Regions from separate parts of the Mus musculus genome. Here all the other regions are linked to region 1. The links are chromatin contacts, called in public Hi-C and HiChIP or PLAC-seq maps. All regions are on one chromosome and are shown on one strand. The core of a region is the stretch at or near the end of the contact, and the rest is flanking DNA. Distances in the headings are between cores, read along the strand shown. Region 1 overlaps Akap13 (A kinase (PRKA) anchor protein 13). Region 2 has its middle 22 kb from the start of Gm46017. Region 3 overlaps Akap13 (A kinase (PRKA) anchor protein 13).

Region 1 (3,172 bases), core at 260-2,759:
ACTATTTTCATTCTGTAACTCTCTCGTACACTGGAATAAGCAGTCTTTTAAAGGGCTTATTTTGAGGTGTCAATCTCTTTTCTTAAGTATTTCTGGGGCACAACACTAAGAGTGACAAGTCAAGACTCAAAAGACATCTCCGAAGGACAACACTATATGCTCCATTTTGGGGATGCATGTGACCCACCTTACTTTTTCTAGAGTATTTATCCCCATGAAGTGGCTTATACACAGTCGGTGTAAACTACATATACTTAATAACTGCCATGGCCTGGTTTGTAGAATGCAGTGTTTATGCTTGAGACTCTCATGTTGTGGGGAAGGCTCTACCATATTTTACCTTTCTATTTGTAAAATAGAGACAAATAACAAAGGTGTGTAAAATTTTTAACTCTGTGGTGGGCAATAAGGAAATACTCAATAAGTTAAGTTCTTGTTCCTCACACCTGGTATAAATGATGTGACAAGCATTTCATGGCGACTCTTACATTATAATCAATTCCTACATTCTAACATCTAATGCTAATTAATCCACAATCATAAGTACAGGGTAATGCCCAAGATGCTGTTGAGTAAACAGAAACAGTAATCTATTAAATATGCTATACATTATAAAGGTATTCGCTCTGTAGTGCCCTTCTCACCAATACCACACATGTGCCATATCATCCCGCAATGCTGAGCACCTAAATAAATGCTATTAACACCACCACCACAAACAAGCAAATAAGAAAACTTGACAAAGGGTCCATGAGACTGAGCAGGAAGAGGTCTGAAGAGGTAAGGAGATGGTAGTGCACAAGTGATACAAGATATAGGAGTGGGAAGACTGGGGTTAAAAGTGGAGGTGGAGGTACAGGGGAGAGGAGGAGTGGGAGAGGAGCAGACCAAAGCCAAGGGCTATGAAAAGTGCTCATAGAGACATAATATTCTGTAAGTTAGTTTCTAAAAATATTTTCAAAAGGGTTTGACTCTAAATACCCTGTGTGAGTAGACAATGCTGCTTCCAGGAGAAATGAGTTATTAAACAAAAGTCTCAGTGCCAGCTGGGATACAGTCCTACAAGTTACTGATCAGAGAGGGCAGTATAGGTTACTGCCATTGCTTTTGGCCGTCCTCCAGAACTAAATCATAAAATCCTATTGCCAAAACCACAACACACTTTGGTTGCAAAACAGACAGAAAGAAATCTAAAACTGACTTAAAAACTTCATTCCTTCATGGTTAGTTTTCATAGTGCTAGATGATGCTGTGCAGGCAGCTGCCAGGGGAAAGACATCAATCTTATCCAGTACTGAACCTTGTATGTTCATAACTGGTCATATTGTTTACAATAAGTGACTGCTGAGTGATCACATATAACCCTTTCTACCATTAGAGCTCAGGAAATTTCCTTGAAGCAGGGACAGAAATGATTTCTTATTACATTATGTAACAGACAGAGGCTAGGGAGGAATGCCATTGAAAGCTGACATGGCCATGACCTGGCCACTGCACTCATGAATCTGCAACGCAGCTACGGTCACATGCATGAAGTTAAGTCAAGAACATTAGCCACTATTCCAGCGGGCAGTGCTAATTAGACTATGTGGTTAAAACAAAAAAAGAAAAGAAAAGGAGAAAGAGGCATGAAGGTATAAAGTAGAGGTGTTTAATGACTTCTAGGAAGAAATGGGGGATAAGTATGATCAAGATATATACATGGATAAAACTGTCAAAGAGTAAAAGTCTTTTTAAAAAAGAAAGAAAAATCTGGGATTAACTTCAAAAACAAATGAATCTGAATTTCTGTGCCTGTCATGGCTCTTCCAGAGACAAGACAGAAATAGAATGGAAGGCTCTTCTAAGCAGACACTATTGGAGCAAAAGGGAAGGCTGGGTGCTATCTCACCCTGTATTAGGCTTTCACATGACAGATGCAACAACCTCTGGGGACAGGAATACACAAGTTCACCACTTCAGTTATCTTTTGATATTTACAAAGCCTATGATTTCCTACAAATAATGTTTTTGTTGCTTTGCAAATATCCCAATGGAGAAGGAAACTCCCACAATGGAGAAGGCCATTCTACAAGTGAGAACAGCTGTATCCTGTCATCCAAAGGAAAGGAAACTGTTAAGTGACCTAGGCATCCAGAAAAGGGAGAGAAATCCCACAAATTCAGTTAAGTGCTGACATTTATCCCTATGGTAGTAAGAACACACTTTAAATTTAGAAAATTCATACTCAGCTGTGAAACATGTAAATTGATTTCTACAGGGGTTAAAATAGATATCCAGTTAAGAGACTGCCAAAGCCATGCCTTTATACTTCCTCCACTCTCCCCTCCCTTCTATCTCAAAAATAAGCAGCCTAATGGGCCAAGTTATCAGCCACCTGGACTGCCTAAACAGCCCTTACCAGGACACATCCCAAGTCCTATTTGTGGCTTATCTTGCTGGGCCTGGCATAACAGAGCCATGGGGGCCTACCAGCTTGGACACATAACAAAAGCACCATCAACTGAATTACACAAGTAGAATAGAAGGCTAAAGAAGTCACAAACAAGCTAAAAGCAAATAACATTAGCCTTTAAACTAAGAAAAACATCTCTTGTGGCTAAATATTCTACTCAAAGATGATTCCACAATATTTGGGGAACAATGACACTGAAAATCAGGAGAGATGTCAACTTACAAAATAATCTCAAAGTCAGAAGGACCTGTGTTTACTAATAAGACTTAACGTAAAATATCTGTGAGTGTCCTAATGAACTGAAAATGCTACTGAAATGAGAATTCCAATACTTTCAGCAATTTCCTATTTGGGTGTTTTGTTTATTTGGTTAGCTTTTTGAGATAGGGTCTCTGGCTGTCCTGAAACTCGCTCTGTAGAGCAGGGTAACCTCAAATTCACAGAGATCCACCTGCTTCTGCGTCTGAGTGCTGAGACTAAAGGTTTGTACCACTACCACCCAACTTAAATGAAAAGTAACTCTTCCAATGGGACTTAAAAAAAAAAAAAGAAAAATTAGTTATATGTATGTGAGTACACTGCCGCTGTCTTCAGACACACCAGAAGAGGGAATTGGGTCCCATTACAGATAGTTGTGAGCCACCATGTGGTTGCTGGGAATTGAACTTAGAAGTGGTCAGTGCTCTTCACTGCTGAGCCATTATTTCTCCAGCCTCT
Region 2 (3,172 bases), core at 268-2,767, 110 kb after region 1:
GGAAGCTCAGGGCCAACTAGCCAGTAATGTGCAAAGAGGAAGAAAGAGGAGAAACTCTGCCTCAAAAATCGTATGGAAGGGGACAACTTTGAGAAAAGTCTTTTGGTTTTTTTTCTATCTAAGGCTTTATCTATCAAAGGCAAAGAGTCCTAGTTCCTGAACCTCCTCCTTTGCACCAATAGGCCAATGGAGTTAGATTGTGAAGGTCAACTCCCACAAATGGGATGAGAGGCAGGGATAAAAGACTTTCTTGGCCATGGTGCTCACTAGACCAATTTGGACCTTGAAACACTCTTTTCCCCCAAATAAATGACTTACCAAGCTCCTTTTGAATTGGTTTTGTGTTCCTTTGTGGGACACTGAGATTATTCTGTTTCTAAAATGGACTGGCATCCAAAAGTGTACATACACACACACTTTAGAAAACCCAGCCAAATAATACTAGTAATAATTATAATCTGCCCTTATGGTTTACAGGAGATAGAAACTAGAAAAAGGGAACAAATGGCTGTGATTGGCTGAGTCCAGTTGCCTGCCAAGGGTGGGGAGTGTCAATTTACAAACAGTACAAACATATGGGGTTCATTTGCCAGGAACAAATGAATGACTGCTAAGAAGAGAAAGCAACTATCCCCTGTATCTGTGATCCAAAAGGAATTCTTTTAATCTTGTTTTGGGAGCTGTCCATATAGTGTGCTCCATAGCCAAAGGATGCTTCAGACCAGATCTCTTCCTGGGACGTGGTCTGTGGAGAGTCCAAGGTCATTCAGTGCAGCCGGTGCTTTCTGGGTTCTCCTGTCACCAAGAAGGATGTGTGAGCAGCAGCATCTCTGAACCATGAGATTGGTCGGACATGTGGCTTTGGCCTGTGACCTCTTGCGCTTCCTCCTTGAGCTTCAGTGAACCACATCAGAGAAAGTGTCCAATATTTTCAGTGTCAGAAGCTCATAGATTTTAGAATCTTGATGCACTCAGACTAACCTGTATGGCACGAGACACTAGAACCCTCTAAAGACAGCACCCTAAACCACGAAGTGTGCATTTTATTTAATCTCCTATTTTCTACTCTGCTTCCGTATTAGTTCTGGGGTGAGGTTGTGATTCCATTACCTAAGACCTGTGGGCTGAAGAACAAGTCATGTGACTTCCTGGTCTTCAGCTTTCTCATTTGAATCTCAGGACTGTAAGCTGAATCAATAAATGGGGTGTGGTGTTGCACACTTGTAATTCCTGAAGTGAGGCAGGAAGGTCAGAAAACCAAGATCTTCAGCCATCTAGCCAGTTGAATCCAGCTTGGGCTTTACCAGGCAGGCTCTGTCTCAAAACACAAAACCAAAACAAAAACCATGAAGGGCCTAGAAACAGCCTGGTTACTGGGAAAGGGCTAGTAACTACCTGGTTACCACAAGGGATCAGTAAACTATGCTCTTTCCCTTTGTTGCTGTCATTCAGTCCACGTGCTCCCTTTTCAAAGCTATTATCAGACTTCCCTGGAGTCTGTGTTACGCAATTTACAGATAAGCCAGTCAAACAGAAAAGGAATGAAAGGGATGGGCCAGAAAACCATGGGACAGAGCCTCGGGACAGGCAGTGGAGTGGAAAACCTTGGGCTTTGGAATTCCACTGGCCTTGAGTCTCACTTCCATTAGTTCTCAGACAGAAAGCTTTGGGGCAATTCCTTCATATCCCAGACAGTCAATCTCAATAATGATAAAACCAGTTATTGTTGATGGTTGTTACTGTGAGGATAAATAAAACAGGGATGTCTACAAGGAACCTAGCACTCAGTAAGGCTTTCACTTTGTTTAGAAAAGTCAACATAGCTGCAAGGTCAGGGCTGTGTACAGCTTTAACCCCAGCACTCAGGAGGACGAAGAAGGCAGAGCTCTTGTGAGTTCAAGGCTAGCCTGGTTTACAGAGTAAGTTCCAGGACAACCCAAGATACATAATGAGACCCAGTTTCAAAACAAAACAAAACTAAGTCACTATAGCTGGGTATGGTGTTGTAAGCATAGAATCCCAGAGGCAGAAAGATCAGGAGTTTGAGGCCATCCTGGGCTACAAGGAATCTTGTCTTTAAAAAAAAAATGCTGGTATAGGGGATGATATCGTGTCTGTAACGTAAACACTTGGAGGGGCTGGAAGTGGAAGGATCGCTGTGAGTTCTAGGCTAGCATGGGCTGCAGGGAATCCTGGGCTTAGAGTAAGTGAGATCTTGCCTCAACAACAATAACAACAACTATCACCAGAACACAACCAAAAACGTCATTAATGTGTAGGAAAATGTGACCGTCAAGTAAGAATCCTCCATAAAAATGCAGAGAGAACTATTAATTTTTCTGAAGCTAAAGACATCTAGACCATTGCTCATTCATTTCCCTTTCTGCTTGATTATTTTTTCCTCTTATGTTGGTGGTGAGGCAGAGAAAATAAGTCAGCCAACAATGCACGCCTGACTACCTATTGGATACAAAGAGAATGCTATGCATTATGGGTGAGGTGTCAAATAAGTAAAAGAATCTTTGTCCCCAAGAAGCTGCTGACCTAATTAGAAGAAATAAAAATAGGCAAAAGGGGCCATTTAAAACATCCACAGAACAATAGCCTGTTCACCAAAGACAGCCAATGGATGTGAAGGAGTGACCACAGGTGGCTAAAGCAGGGAGAAGAGGCCCCAGCAGAAGCCCAGCCCTGGAATAAAAGCTCTCCTGTGTGGGATGGTGACCTCATTAACTCTCTGCACACCAGGAAGGCATTGTGCTCAGGTAATGAGATAACAAGAGCAGAGGCTGTTGGGCAATTGAATGAGGTCAATCTTACATCGGTATGTTACTACCTGTTGCGGGCCTTGGAAACGTAAACAAATGCTAGCCATCTACCCAAACTGGCTTGTTGGAAAAAAAAAAAAAAAGAGTTAAAACTCTAACCTACCCACAAGACAGACACTATGCCTATGATCATTGCTTTATGTGAGTTTGAACCCCCAGGCAGTTGTTAGCGATAAAATGACCAGACCCAGGATTCTCCAGAGCTGCATCTCAGCACACACCAAGAGCTGGTGCCACTGCACAGGGTAGCTTGGATCAGCTGCCTCCTCAACCACGATGGGGCGGGGCTTGAGCTTCTGGTCCACAGCTTCATTTCCCTAAATTTCTAAGTATGGGCTTCACAG
Region 3 (3,172 bases), core at 407-2,906, 120 kb before region 1:
CAACATTCCCAGACTCTGGCCTTACCGAATGTAGAAGTCCTTACTAATTTTAGATTCAAGGATGTCTTCTGTGAACAATTAGCCAGTTCAGAGTCTCCGCCCCCTTCCGCTTAGACACCCAACCTTACTAACGATGTGAAATCAAACAAATGTAAATGCAGCTCATCACTGGTCAGAAGCTAAGGCAGGAAAAGAGTCAACTAGAGACAGTACCAACAGAATCCTGACTTCTTGTTTCCCTGGAAAACTAAGACTGAGAGACAGGAGAAGAGCAGATGGATAGGAAAGACCAAAGACCTACACAGACAAAGGGACAAAGAGACGGACAGAAAAGGAAGCTCACAGAGAAAGAGAGGTGGAATTGAGGTGTGGGGATGGGGCAAGCAACAGAAAAACAGAGGCATCTAGCAAAAGGGCAGCTCTGAGAATGAATTCCTCCTTTGTGATTATTTAGATTCTACTTAGAACAAGTAAAATTTTATTTTAGTAATAAGTGCTTTGTTGCAGATTCATTTTCTCTCTCTCTCTCTCTCTCACACACACACACACACACACACACACACACACACACACACACACAGACACAGTCTCTGTTCAGACATGCCTTTAAAGAACTTTAAATCCCCCACCCCCCCACCCCCTTGATCTTCTGTCACTGTTAGCTCAGGCTTTCTCACACTTCATCCTAGTTTAGGAAGGATCAAGACCGGGCAGTAAGGGTACAGAGAGAAGTCTTCCTGAGATGTTGAAACTGTATGAGGTGTGGCCCCTTCTTACCTTCAGCAACACCACATCGACAGTCCTGTCCACCTTGGAGATGTCACACAGGCTATAGCGCCTTTTGTGCCGCTCATACATTTTGTACAGATGCAGAAAAGAAGAGACAAAATGTAGACGGATATCTGCTGAATCCAGGGACCAATGTGCTCACACAGGTCCGAAATTCCAAATTCTCACAGTGGGCGGGAGGAGACTTCTGCTTCCAGATTCCTCTATATAGAAAACTCTCGGGTTAAGGAAAAAAAAAAAAAAAAAAAAAAAGCAGACTCCAAATCTGTGAACTAAGTGGGAACTTTCTGGCAACTTCAGAGCACGGAGACGAGTTTATAATTCATAATAAAAGCAGTCTGCAGTAAGATCGCTGCTGTGCAGATCTTGACTGAAAGAGAAGCACAGATCTTTTCCATCACTGCCGAGAACTCCAGTAGAAAAATTAAGGACGAACTGGCTAAGCATAATGGTTGGCACATGTATGCAGAAAACCCAGAGCCAGTAAGCACTTAGCCACGAAGACAAAGGTTTTTTTTTTTTTTTTTAAAAGGAAGGTGGCTATTTCAAAGTGATGGCACGAGAGAATTCCTTAAAACAACAAAGGCAAGAAACCTATATGGAGGCGGGGGGGGGGGGGGGGAGAAAAAAAATCTGGAGGTATTTTCTAGAGTATCCACTTTTTTAGCCAGTCTCCAGCTCTTCAGCAGCAGGGCTGGATTTTGACTTAAGTTGAAAATATCTAAGGACAGCCAGCCGGCCGAGTACAAGGAAAATAGACCACTCCCCCAGATGTCCTCCCTCCCTCCCTCCCTAGCTGGCTGCCGCTAGCTAGCCAGTCCCTCCCTCCGCAGCCTCCACACCCTTTACCCTGCTCTCTCAAGATCGTCATTACTTGCCCTTTCAGACCTGCACCAGCAGCCTTGGAGGTTTGGAAACCTAATTGCAGTGGTGGGAACATGAATCATCTACAGACTAAGAGAAAAAACAAGGCTTCCTTTTCCAACAGGCTTCCTCCTGCTCCTCCTCCTCCTTACAAGTCCCCAGTGAAAAAGGCTCTGTCAGACACCGCAAGGAACGACCTCAGTCCCTTTGATGCCAGTAGTATGCTAATAAAGAAAGGCGGTGTTATACTAAACACTACTAGTCTGTACTACAGCCTTGGCATTCAGGAAAGACACAGAGACCCTGAATCCAGCCAAGGCGTATACAGCATCTCCCTGCAGAATGCAAAGGAATGATTTAATATCAGAAAAATGTTAGCCAAATATTTCAGAGTTATGTCTCTAGGATGTAGAATTAGCTACAAAAATGTCTGGCAAGGGTTAGAAGTCATCACAAGTTAAGGTTTTGTCTCATCTGGGGTCTGAGAAAGTTCTAAAGAAAGTTAAAGAGATGGCATAGGATGAATGTACGCATGTCTCTTAGGACTCTTGGGACTAAGAAGAGTCACGTGGCTGAGACCGCCTTGCCTGTCACACCTCTCAATCATGGGACTATGTGACTTCATTTGCCTGTTTTCTTGCTTCTCCAGACCTCTCCAGTTGCCAGTCTCCTATGCCTCAGGAGCAGACACAGTCGTTCATTTTTAGACACTGGGGACTGTAATAAACATTGGAGGGGTAAAGAGGAAGAGGAATCAAGGAAGCAAAAAGCAGAAAAGAGAGGTGAAAGAATAGAAAAGGGGGTTAAAACAAAACCCTAAAATAAACCCACAGTGGGCTAGGTACGGACATGCCTTTAATCCCAGCACTATGGAGACAGAGCAGGCAGACCTCTGTGAGTTCGAGGATAGCCTGATCCATGACATGAGTTCCATGACAGACAGGGTTATATAAAGAGACTCTGTGCCAAAAGCAACACCAAACAAGGGAAACAGCATTCTAATGCTTTCCGGGAGAAGCAGTCCTACGTTCTCTCTAAGGGGACAGAGTGCAGCCCCTTACACGGATTTGGAGAATGTGAGTGTACAACCTTAAACACCACAACAGAAAGGAAGTGAAGGGACTAAATACTACAGTTTCTCTCAATAATGCAAGCAAAGTTGGTGAAAGGTGTTTTCTTTTTGAAGCTGTGAAAGGGTAACGAAGGTCTAATGAGTCACCATTTCCTCAGGCCAGGTGTTTAAGGAGGCTAGTCTGCTTAGGAGAAAGCAACGGAGCAAACCCAGGTAAGGTGGCCAGTTCTTCACTTACCCATCTGTCTACCCAAACACCACTGTCTCAGCTCCCTCTAACACAAGCCTCATCCTGATCCCACCACAGGTCCATTAAAAGCATGAAGGTGGACAATGTCCTCTTTCTGGTGCTCTAGAGAGCAAGCCTCGCTCACACCGGCACCGTAGACAGTAAGCACATGATGCTTTTCAGTACAGAGGATGCTAGACACAGTAGACACAAGACAA

The links. HiChIP or PLAC-seq counts read pairs in DNA pulled down with a chosen protein or histone mark. Hi-C and Micro-C count contacts between places; a contact is called where the count stands out from the background.
Region 2: a contact with region 1 is called in a Hi-C map of liver, with 1.5 times the contacts expected there. The contact joins two enhancer-like sites. A contact is called at or near these places in 1 of 15 datasets of contacts at CTCF or cohesin (the NIH/3T3 cell line), 9 of 484 Hi-C or Micro-C datasets (CD4 T cells, CD8 T cells, bone marrow-derived macrophages and 4 more) and 5 of 115 datasets of contacts at active chromatin or transcription factors (T-cell acute lymphoblastic leukemia, bone marrow-derived dendritic cells, extraembryonic endoderm stem cells and 2 more).
Region 3: a contact with region 1 is called in a CTCF HiChIP or PLAC-seq map of the NIH/3T3 cell line, with 13 read pairs. The contact joins two enhancer-like sites. A contact is called at or near these places in 1 of 15 datasets of contacts at CTCF or cohesin (the NIH/3T3 cell line), 1 of 484 Hi-C or Micro-C datasets (uterus), 1 of 115 datasets of contacts at active chromatin or transcription factors (intestinal villus epithelium) and 2 of 9 other capture datasets (adipose tissue and liver).

Annotation. Positions count from the first base shown.
Region 1 is chr7:75,524,223-75,527,394 of GRCm38.p6, reverse strand. All of the region lies in intron 1 of Akap13 (A kinase (PRKA) anchor protein 13), which reads right to left. Among named protein-coding and RNA genes, the nearest start is that of Akap13, 70 kb to the right of the region's middle. Within about 2 kb of position 1,509, at least 38 of the 459 cell types and tissues checked have an H3K27ac peak or open chromatin away from gene starts, as enhancers often do. A contact at or near this core is called in the NIH/3T3 cell line, adipose tissue, heart atrium and 2 more, where this site is marked.
Region 2 is chr7:75,414,051-75,417,222 of GRCm38.p6, reverse strand. No RefSeq gene overlaps it. Among named protein-coding and RNA genes, the nearest start is that of Gm46017, 22 kb to the left of the region's middle. Within about 2 kb of position 1,517, at least 71 of the 459 cell types and tissues checked have an H3K27ac peak or open chromatin away from gene starts, as enhancers often do. A contact at or near this core is called in heart atrium, liver and uterus, where this site is marked.
Region 3 is chr7:75,641,070-75,644,241 of GRCm38.p6, reverse strand. The region is part of intron 8 of Akap13 (A kinase (PRKA) anchor protein 13); the gene reads right to left. Among named protein-coding and RNA genes, the nearest start is that of AU020206, 140 kb to the left of the region's middle. Within about 2 kb of position 1,656, at least 228 of the 459 cell types and tissues checked have an H3K27ac peak or open chromatin away from gene starts, as enhancers often do. A contact at or near this core is called in the NIH/3T3 cell line, adipose tissue, liver and 1 more, where this site is marked.